Linked DNA regions of Sus scrofa: region 1 is linked to region 2. Evidence: chromatin contacts called from public Hi-C data. All regions are on one chromosome and are shown on one strand. Each heading gives the region's core, a stretch centred on a gene start, on an enhancer-like site or on the middle of the called end of the contact. The rest is flanking DNA. Distances are from core to core; before and after follow the strand shown. Region 1 overlaps GPR107 (protein GPR107). Region 2 overlaps PTGES (prostaglandin E synthase).

What was found. Hi-C and Micro-C count contacts between places; a contact is called where the count stands out from the background.
Region 1: a contact with region 2 is called in a Hi-C map of alveolar macrophages, with 2.5 times the contacts expected there. The contact joins two enhancer-like sites. A contact is called at or near these places in 4 of 47 Hi-C or Micro-C datasets (alveolar macrophages, blood, mesenteric adipose tissue and 1 more).

The regions. Positions count from the first base shown.
Region 1 is chr1:270,223,867-270,227,254 of Sscrofa11.1, forward strand. It overlaps GPR107 (protein GPR107), which reads left to right. Exons shown (of 18, transcript XM_021070180.1): 13 at 3,231-3,361. Among named protein-coding and RNA genes, the nearest start is that of GPR107, 35 kb to the left of the region's middle. Within about 2 kb of position 1,460, at least 17 of the 83 cell types and tissues checked have an H3K27ac peak or open chromatin away from gene starts, as enhancers often do. A contact at or near this core is called in alveolar macrophages and skeletal muscle, where this site is marked.
Region 2 is chr1:269,909,184-269,912,810 of Sscrofa11.1, forward strand. It overlaps PTGES (prostaglandin E synthase), which reads right to left. Exons shown (of 3, transcript NM_001038631.1): 3 at 2,602-3,472. The coding sequence ends at 3,223. Among named protein-coding and RNA genes, the nearest start is that of PTGES, 13 kb to the right of the region's middle. Within about 2 kb of position 1,383, at least 23 of the 83 cell types and tissues checked have an H3K27ac peak or open chromatin away from gene starts, as enhancers often do. A contact at or near this core is called in alveolar macrophages and skeletal muscle, where this site is marked.

The sequences.
Region 1 (3,388 bases), core at 210-2,709, 310 kb after region 2:
AGCTGCTGAGATGTCGGGGAGACACGCTGCCTACTTTCTGCCTCTGTTTGCCCTGTAACCAGCTGATCCTCTTAGCAGAGACACTCAGCTACCCGGCGGTGTTATTAATAAAATATTTTAAAACCGTGAATGACGTACGTCAGTGAGTAGAATATTAGGTATTGGGCCCGACGTTTATTAAATGCTTCGTATGTGTAGGGCCCTGGGCTGAGGCCAGCTTTACAAGCTTGAGAGCCCTTCAGGGGAGGAGCCTTGGCTCGCGTGTAAGTCTTCCTGGGGATAGAACAGGGACGAAAGGGACGCGGAGTCAGCAGGGGGATCCTAGCTGAGATGCACAGCTGCCCAGCGCTGCTCGACCAGAGGGCATCTGTTGGGTAAACTTGTTCGCAACAGCTGATCATTTCGGAGCCCAGGCTAGTGTGGCAGCTGCGCAGGGAAGGGGACGGCTCTCCAGGCCCCAGGTCAGCTGGCTCGACGCTGGTGATGGGCAGTTTGGCGATGTTGGCAGCTGGGCTATCTTCCCATTCAATGCTAAGGGACATAGGTTAGTGCGCGAGGAATGGTACAGACCAGTTGCTGTAGGTTTCCAAGGAGAGAGTGTTCGCCCCCCTCTGCATGACCAGAAGGGCTTTGTGGTAGAGATGGGAAAGAACCAGGACAGAGGCAGACCTGACAGTGCCGTCTAGTGAGCAGGAGAGGCCAGGGGCTGCACGGCGCTTGGCCGTTCATTCAGCTGCCAGGGCCGCCACTCTGCTGTGCTGAGTTCTTCCGCCAGCCAAGGTCTCAGAGCTTGGACGTGATGGGCCACGGTCCTCCTCCCCGTCTTCCTGCTGCTCCATCCCCTTCCCCTCCTGTTTGCATCCTCTTGGCCCAGCCGGAACTGTGACGTAATGCTTGTGCTCCCCAGAAGGAAGACAGCCCACAGTTACAGGGCAGGTCACTGAGGACACAAGGCCATTTAAAAATTAAATATAAGGAAATTATAAGTATTTAAACATAAGGACTAGCCTGCAAAGTCCTCCAACATCAGCCTAGAAAGTGCAGCTGTTTCCCTTTGGCTACAGAGAGTCACTGTGCATTTCTGGGTAGGGAGTGGGCGAAGTAAAAATGGAATTTCAGGAGTTCCCATCGTGACTCAGTGGTTAACAAATCCGACTAGGAACCATGAGATTGCCGGTTCGATCCCTGGCCTCGCTCAGTGGGTTAAGGATCCGGCGTTGCTGTGAGCTGTGGTGTAGGTCGCAGACGCGGCTCGGATCCCACATTGCTGTGGCTCTGGGTAGGCCGGCAGCTACAGCTCCGATGAGACCGCTAGCCTGGGAACCTCCATATGCCTTGGGTGCGGCCCTGAAAAGACCAAAAAAAAGGAGTTTCAAGGACATTGTTGGCACTTGGTTCCACAGCAGCCCCTCTGGGGGCATTTTGTGCCTCCCATTAAGAGTGTGAACTATGCACACAGTGCCATCAGCCGTTTCAGCTGGGAAAGGCTTTGTTTCCCATGTGTCGTCATAGGCGGAGTCAGTCATGGGCGGAGTCATAGACGCAGACGTTTAGGAGCGACTGGGCTTCAGGGGGAGCCCAGAGGCGGGGTCTGAGGTAGGACAGTGAAACTTCAAACTAGTTTTTGCATTTGTATTAGGTGAAAGATGGCTTCCGTGATGATTTAGCTGCTAAGTCCTAGATGGTAAGAGAAACTACCCTTCCCACGTCCTAGCGCCAGGTGTCACATTTTTGTAGACGTGTAGGGAGCTACCTGTAGGGAGACAGAGTATTGGGGACCGTGGACTTCTCATGGAATTGTCATCTCTGCTTTCAGCCTAATGATGATCTTCGAAAGAATATCTCATAAATCATGCTCCCTTATGCTCAGTAGTACCAGTTTTTAATTTTTATTTATTTTATTTTTTGATTTTTTAGGGCTTCACCCGCAGCATATGGAAGTTCTCAAGTTAGGGTCCAATTGGAGCTATAGCTACCAGCCTATGCCACAGCCACAGCAGTGCAGGATCACGGCAACACCAGATCCTTAACCCACTGAGCTAGGCCAGGGATCCAACCCGCAACCATATGGTTCCTAGTTGGATTTGTTTCCACTGTGCCACACAGGAGCTCCGTACCTCAGTTTTTAAAACACCGCCGTCTGCTTAGCCAGCATGGCCTGCTGAGAGCTTGATGGCAGCACTGAACACACAAGGCACAGCCTTCACTTTGGAAATTGAAGCAGGGTGTGGATGCTGAGAGCGCAGCGCGGTGGGGAGAAACACGCTGTGGAGCAGGCTGAGCGGGTTGTTCCTGTGCGGATGGGCGTGGCCACGCACGCCCAGGGCTGAAGCCGGCCCTCCTTGCTGCTCTGGTCTCTGATAAAGCACCCCGTTATCTGACCCTGGGAGCCGGAGCCCTGGGGCAGGGAGAGTGCAGCCTGAGGGCATGGGCATCGTGGTGGATCTGATGCAGAGTGCCACCTGTTTCTGACTCTGCTGAGGCCGAAGGTGCCCCGAGAGCAGTGTCCCGGTCGCCTGTGGCTGTGTAGCAAGTTGCCCTGAGCCCAGTAACTTCACACCACAGTAACCATTTGCCCTCTCACCTTGGGCAGTGGCTTAATCAGTGCAACTACAGTCAAATGGCGCTGGGGGTGTTGTCACCTTCAGGTCTTCATGAGCCTCCGTCTCCTGGGCGGGGAGGCCTTGATCAGGTGAGGTGGGAGCAGCGAGGCTCCCAGGTGTCCTCTGGGCATCTCCCAGGCATCTCTCTTCCTGGTCCCCGGTGTGGTGGCTGCAGGGCAGTCAGACTCCTAACAAGTCAGCTCAGGGCTCCAGAGCTGTGTCCCGTGAGAGCCAGGCAGGTGCAGTCTCTCCTCGTGTGACCTAGGTCAGAGGTCGCACGCATGCATCACTCCCTCAGTGTTCCCTGGAGCAGGGCAAGGCAAGCTCAGGAGAGGGCACCGGGCAGTCTCTGCTGGCCTAATGGCTAGGACTTGGCCCTTTGATCTCTGCAGCCCGGGTTCCACCCCTGGGCTGGCAGCTGAGACCCCCCCCCCAAGCTGCTGCAGCCCACGGCCCGAACACAAGGGCACAGAAATGGCGCCTTGACTGGGGGGAAGCAGACCTCTGCCCGGGCGTGTGGAGCTGGAAATCACGCCGTGGTCCCAAGTTGGGGCCTGTAGGCCTGGGGGTCCCCATGCCAACCATCTGCCCACGCCCTGGCGCCTCAGCACCTCCTGTGTCCTGTAGGTCCTGGCGAACGTGGCCTACATCATCATAGAGTCCACCGAGGAAGGGACGACCGAGTACGGCTTGTGGAAGGATTCCCTGTTTCTGGTGGACCTGCTGTGCTGCGGAGCCATCCTCTTCCCCGTGGTGTGGTGAGTGCTGGGCGGGGGCCGTCTGGG
Region 2 (3,627 bases), core at 133-2,632:
GCTGCTCACCACACAGGCTCCTCTGAGGTCCTCTTTAGTTTTTTGTTTTGTTTTGTTTCACTTTTTAGGGCCTCCTCTGAGATCCTTTTAGTTTTTCGTTATTTTTCCCTTTTTTTTTTTTTTTTTACTTTTACTCATGACATATTTAAGTTCCCAGGCTATGGGTGAAATTGGAGCTGCAGCTGCCAGCACAGTCACAGCCATCCACCAACAACTCCGAGCCACATGTGCAGCCTACACCACAGCTCACGGCAACGCCGGATCCTTAACCCACTGAGCGAGGCCGGGGATCGAACCCGCATCCTCATGGATACCAGTTGGGCTCCTCACCACTGAGCCACAACGGGAACGATCAGATCCTCTTAGGACACAGACCCCGCTGCACCGATCCTGCACCTGCTCATTCTCACCCTGGATCCGAACTCCCCACCAAGGCCCCGGAGCCTCTAATGGGCCCAGCTGCTGCTCACCCCTTTCGCCTCATTCCCCTCCACACCCCCAGCCCCCGTCTCCCCTCCACCCTCACCCTTCCCCCCACACACCTACCTTCCACGTCCAGCCTCAAGACCCCAGGGATCTGAGCGCTGCTGGTCTTTGCACCTCAATTTCCTTCAGCTTGATGGGGCACCCCCAAAAAGCTAGCCTGACTTCCCCCCCATGGCAGGTAAGTGGCCACCTCCCCCAGGAAGCCCTCCTCCATGAGGTCTGGAGGCCGTCTCTGTGCTCCCATCACCCCTCCTCCTCAGGGCAGGGAGCACTGGTGTTGTCACTGTCTGATGTCCTGCTGTCCCCCCCACATACTGTTGGGGCTCAGCATCACGGGAGCCAGAACACCTGGGTCTGCTGTCTCTGCAGCTCCGAGGGGCCACCTCCTTCATCCACCCCAGGGCCACAGGGTCCCCGTGGGTACCAGCTGCTCTCCTCACCAGGAGATGAGCTGGGCACTTTGCCTTCTCAGTCCCTCTTTCCACGGGAGGAAAAATGCTAACATAACAATCACACATGCTGGATCTGCCCCTCTGTCCCAACGCATCCCAGCTCAGGACGTGGGACAAATCACTGCGCCCTTCTGAGCCTGACTTTCCTCATCCAAAAAGCGAAATACCTCCTTCCTGGGAAGCATTTAAGAAGCAAGTGGAAGCCAGCCTAGCTAGCATCGTCACTGCTGTGACCTGGGTCTCTGTTGTGGTGCAGGTTCGATCCCAGGAACTTCTGCACGCCACAGGCGTGGCCAAAAAAAAGGGTGGGGGGATGAAGTGGGAAAAGAATTGTAAACCCGGCGCCCAGATGCTTCAGATGGGCACTGAATACAGGATCAGGCTCTTCCAGTTCCAGATGCGCAGCTGCAACTCCAGAAGGAAGGCTCATCTCACCACCAGGGGGCAGTGTTGCACACGCCCCGTTCCCAGCTCAGCTGGATCGCTGCTAATGCCGATTTCTAGCCGAGCCCAGGGTCCCCTGAGTCCCCCCCAGTTGAGGACCCCACTCTCCTGGCCCATCATTCTCCTGGGCAGAAGTTCAGGGGATTCAGGGCAGTGGGAGGGGGTCACATCCAGGGGGGTTGGGGAAAGTGAGGCAGGTGTGCACAGTGGTTAGAGCAGGTTGGGGGAACTGGACAGGCCACCTTCTGAGCTGATCCTGCCCTTGAGGGAGTTCACCTCCTGAGCCTCAGTTTCCTCATCTGTAAAAATGGAGCTGATGTCTATGCAGCCTGCTTGCCTTCTGCGTGACTTAACACCCCATTTAGGGTGTGTCTGTGTGTTTGCCAGAAACTGTGCTGTCAGTTTGGCTCCAGACACACAGCCAGTGAAGTGTCCAGCGAGCGAGCTGGAGCCTCGGCCAGCCTGGGCAGTGGTGGCCGCCAGGAACCAGCAGCCAAGGGGTGGAGCTGGTCAGACACTCCGTTAATGATTAAAGCCACACATGTCTTGGAACAAGAGTCCAGAAACACACGATGCCCTGCAGGGGTGCACACTTGTGGCTTTCAAACCTTGCAAATGCCGAAGGAGCCAGAATATTCGTTTTAGAGGCTGGTCCTTCAAAGCCCCTTGTCCTGGCCTGACAGCCCGTAGGAGCAGCTAAAGAAGAGAAGGCTGACCTTACCCTGGGCCGCTCCCAGCAGCACCTGGGCCAAGGAGAGGAGGACCCAGCCAAGGAATGCGGCCAGGCCACAAGGCCACATTCTGTGTCAACAGGGCACAAAGGAGCACAGCCCCACCCCCGCTTCACTAAATTCCCACCAGCAGAGAAACCCACACCCTGTCCATCTTAGGCAGAGGCTCCCAGGCCTTGTCATCACAGGGGCTCACGGGGGAAGATTTTTATTTCTATTCAACTTGATTGATTGATTGATTGATTGATTTTGTATTTTCTAGGGCTGCACCCGTGGCATATGGAGGTTCCCAGGCTGGGGTCTAATCAGAGCTGCAGCTGTCAGCCTATGCCACAGGCACAGCAATGCGGATCTGAGCCGCGTCTGCGACCTACACCACAGCTCATGGCAACGCCGGATCCTTAACCCACTGAGTGAGGCCGGGGATCAAACCCACAACCTCATGGTTTCTAGTCGGATTCATTAACCACTGAGCCACGACAGGAACTCCTTATTTTTATTTTATTTTCAAATTTGTTATGGTCACACCTGCAGCATTTGGAAGTTCCTGGGCCAAAGGTCCAATATGAGCCACACCTGCGACCTATGCCACAGCCATGGCAACGCCAGATCCTTAACCCACTGGGCAGGGCCAAAAATGGCACCTGAATCCTCAAGGACATTCTGTCAGGTTCTTAACCCGCTGAGCCACAGAGGGAACTCCTCACAGGGGACTTTTAAAAAACACAGACGCTCAGGCTCCCCCTCTAGACCAGCTGGACCACAACCTCTGGATCTGAAAGGTCCTGGTTTATTACAGCCCTGGATTCGGAGGGTCACTAGGCTCAGAACCTGAATTGAGTCTCCACTCATGCTTCCCCGTCTTAGGACGGAGGAGGGAGTGATGGTTTTCATGCTCTTATTGAAATGGAAGGATTTTTTTGATCAATGGTGACAAGTACCAATCTCTTAACAGTACCGATCAGCCCCTTCACCCAGGAATCCGGGCGGCACATGGGCACACACACAGGCCCACTGAGCCCGGGATCCCAGGTTGCCAGGAATCCAGGCCCATGATCTCACTGGCTTGTGGCCAGTGGTCTGGTGGCCGAGGAGGCGTCAGTGGCTGGTCACAGGTGGCGGGCTGCCTCCCAGACGATCTGCAGGGCCATGGAGGCGCAGGGGAGCTGGGCCAGGGTGTAGGCCAGGGAGCGGGTGGGTGCCCGCAGCTTCCCCAGGTAGGCTATGGTGTGTACCATGCGGCCCAGGAAGAAGATCAGGAAGTGCATCCAGGCGACGAAGGGGTCAGGCCCCAGGAAGGAGTAGACGAGGCCCAGGAACAGGAAGGGGTAAATGGTCTCCATGTCATTCCGATGGGCCCTGGGGAGGCAAGGGGGTGCAGTCAGCCGGGCCACCCCGGAAGCCAGGGCTCTCTGCCCCCAAAGGCCTGGCACCCTCGAGAATCATCTCGGGGATGCCAGACTCACATCCAGCACGGCCAGGACAGGGAGACAGCCCCCTCCAGAGGCAGGAGG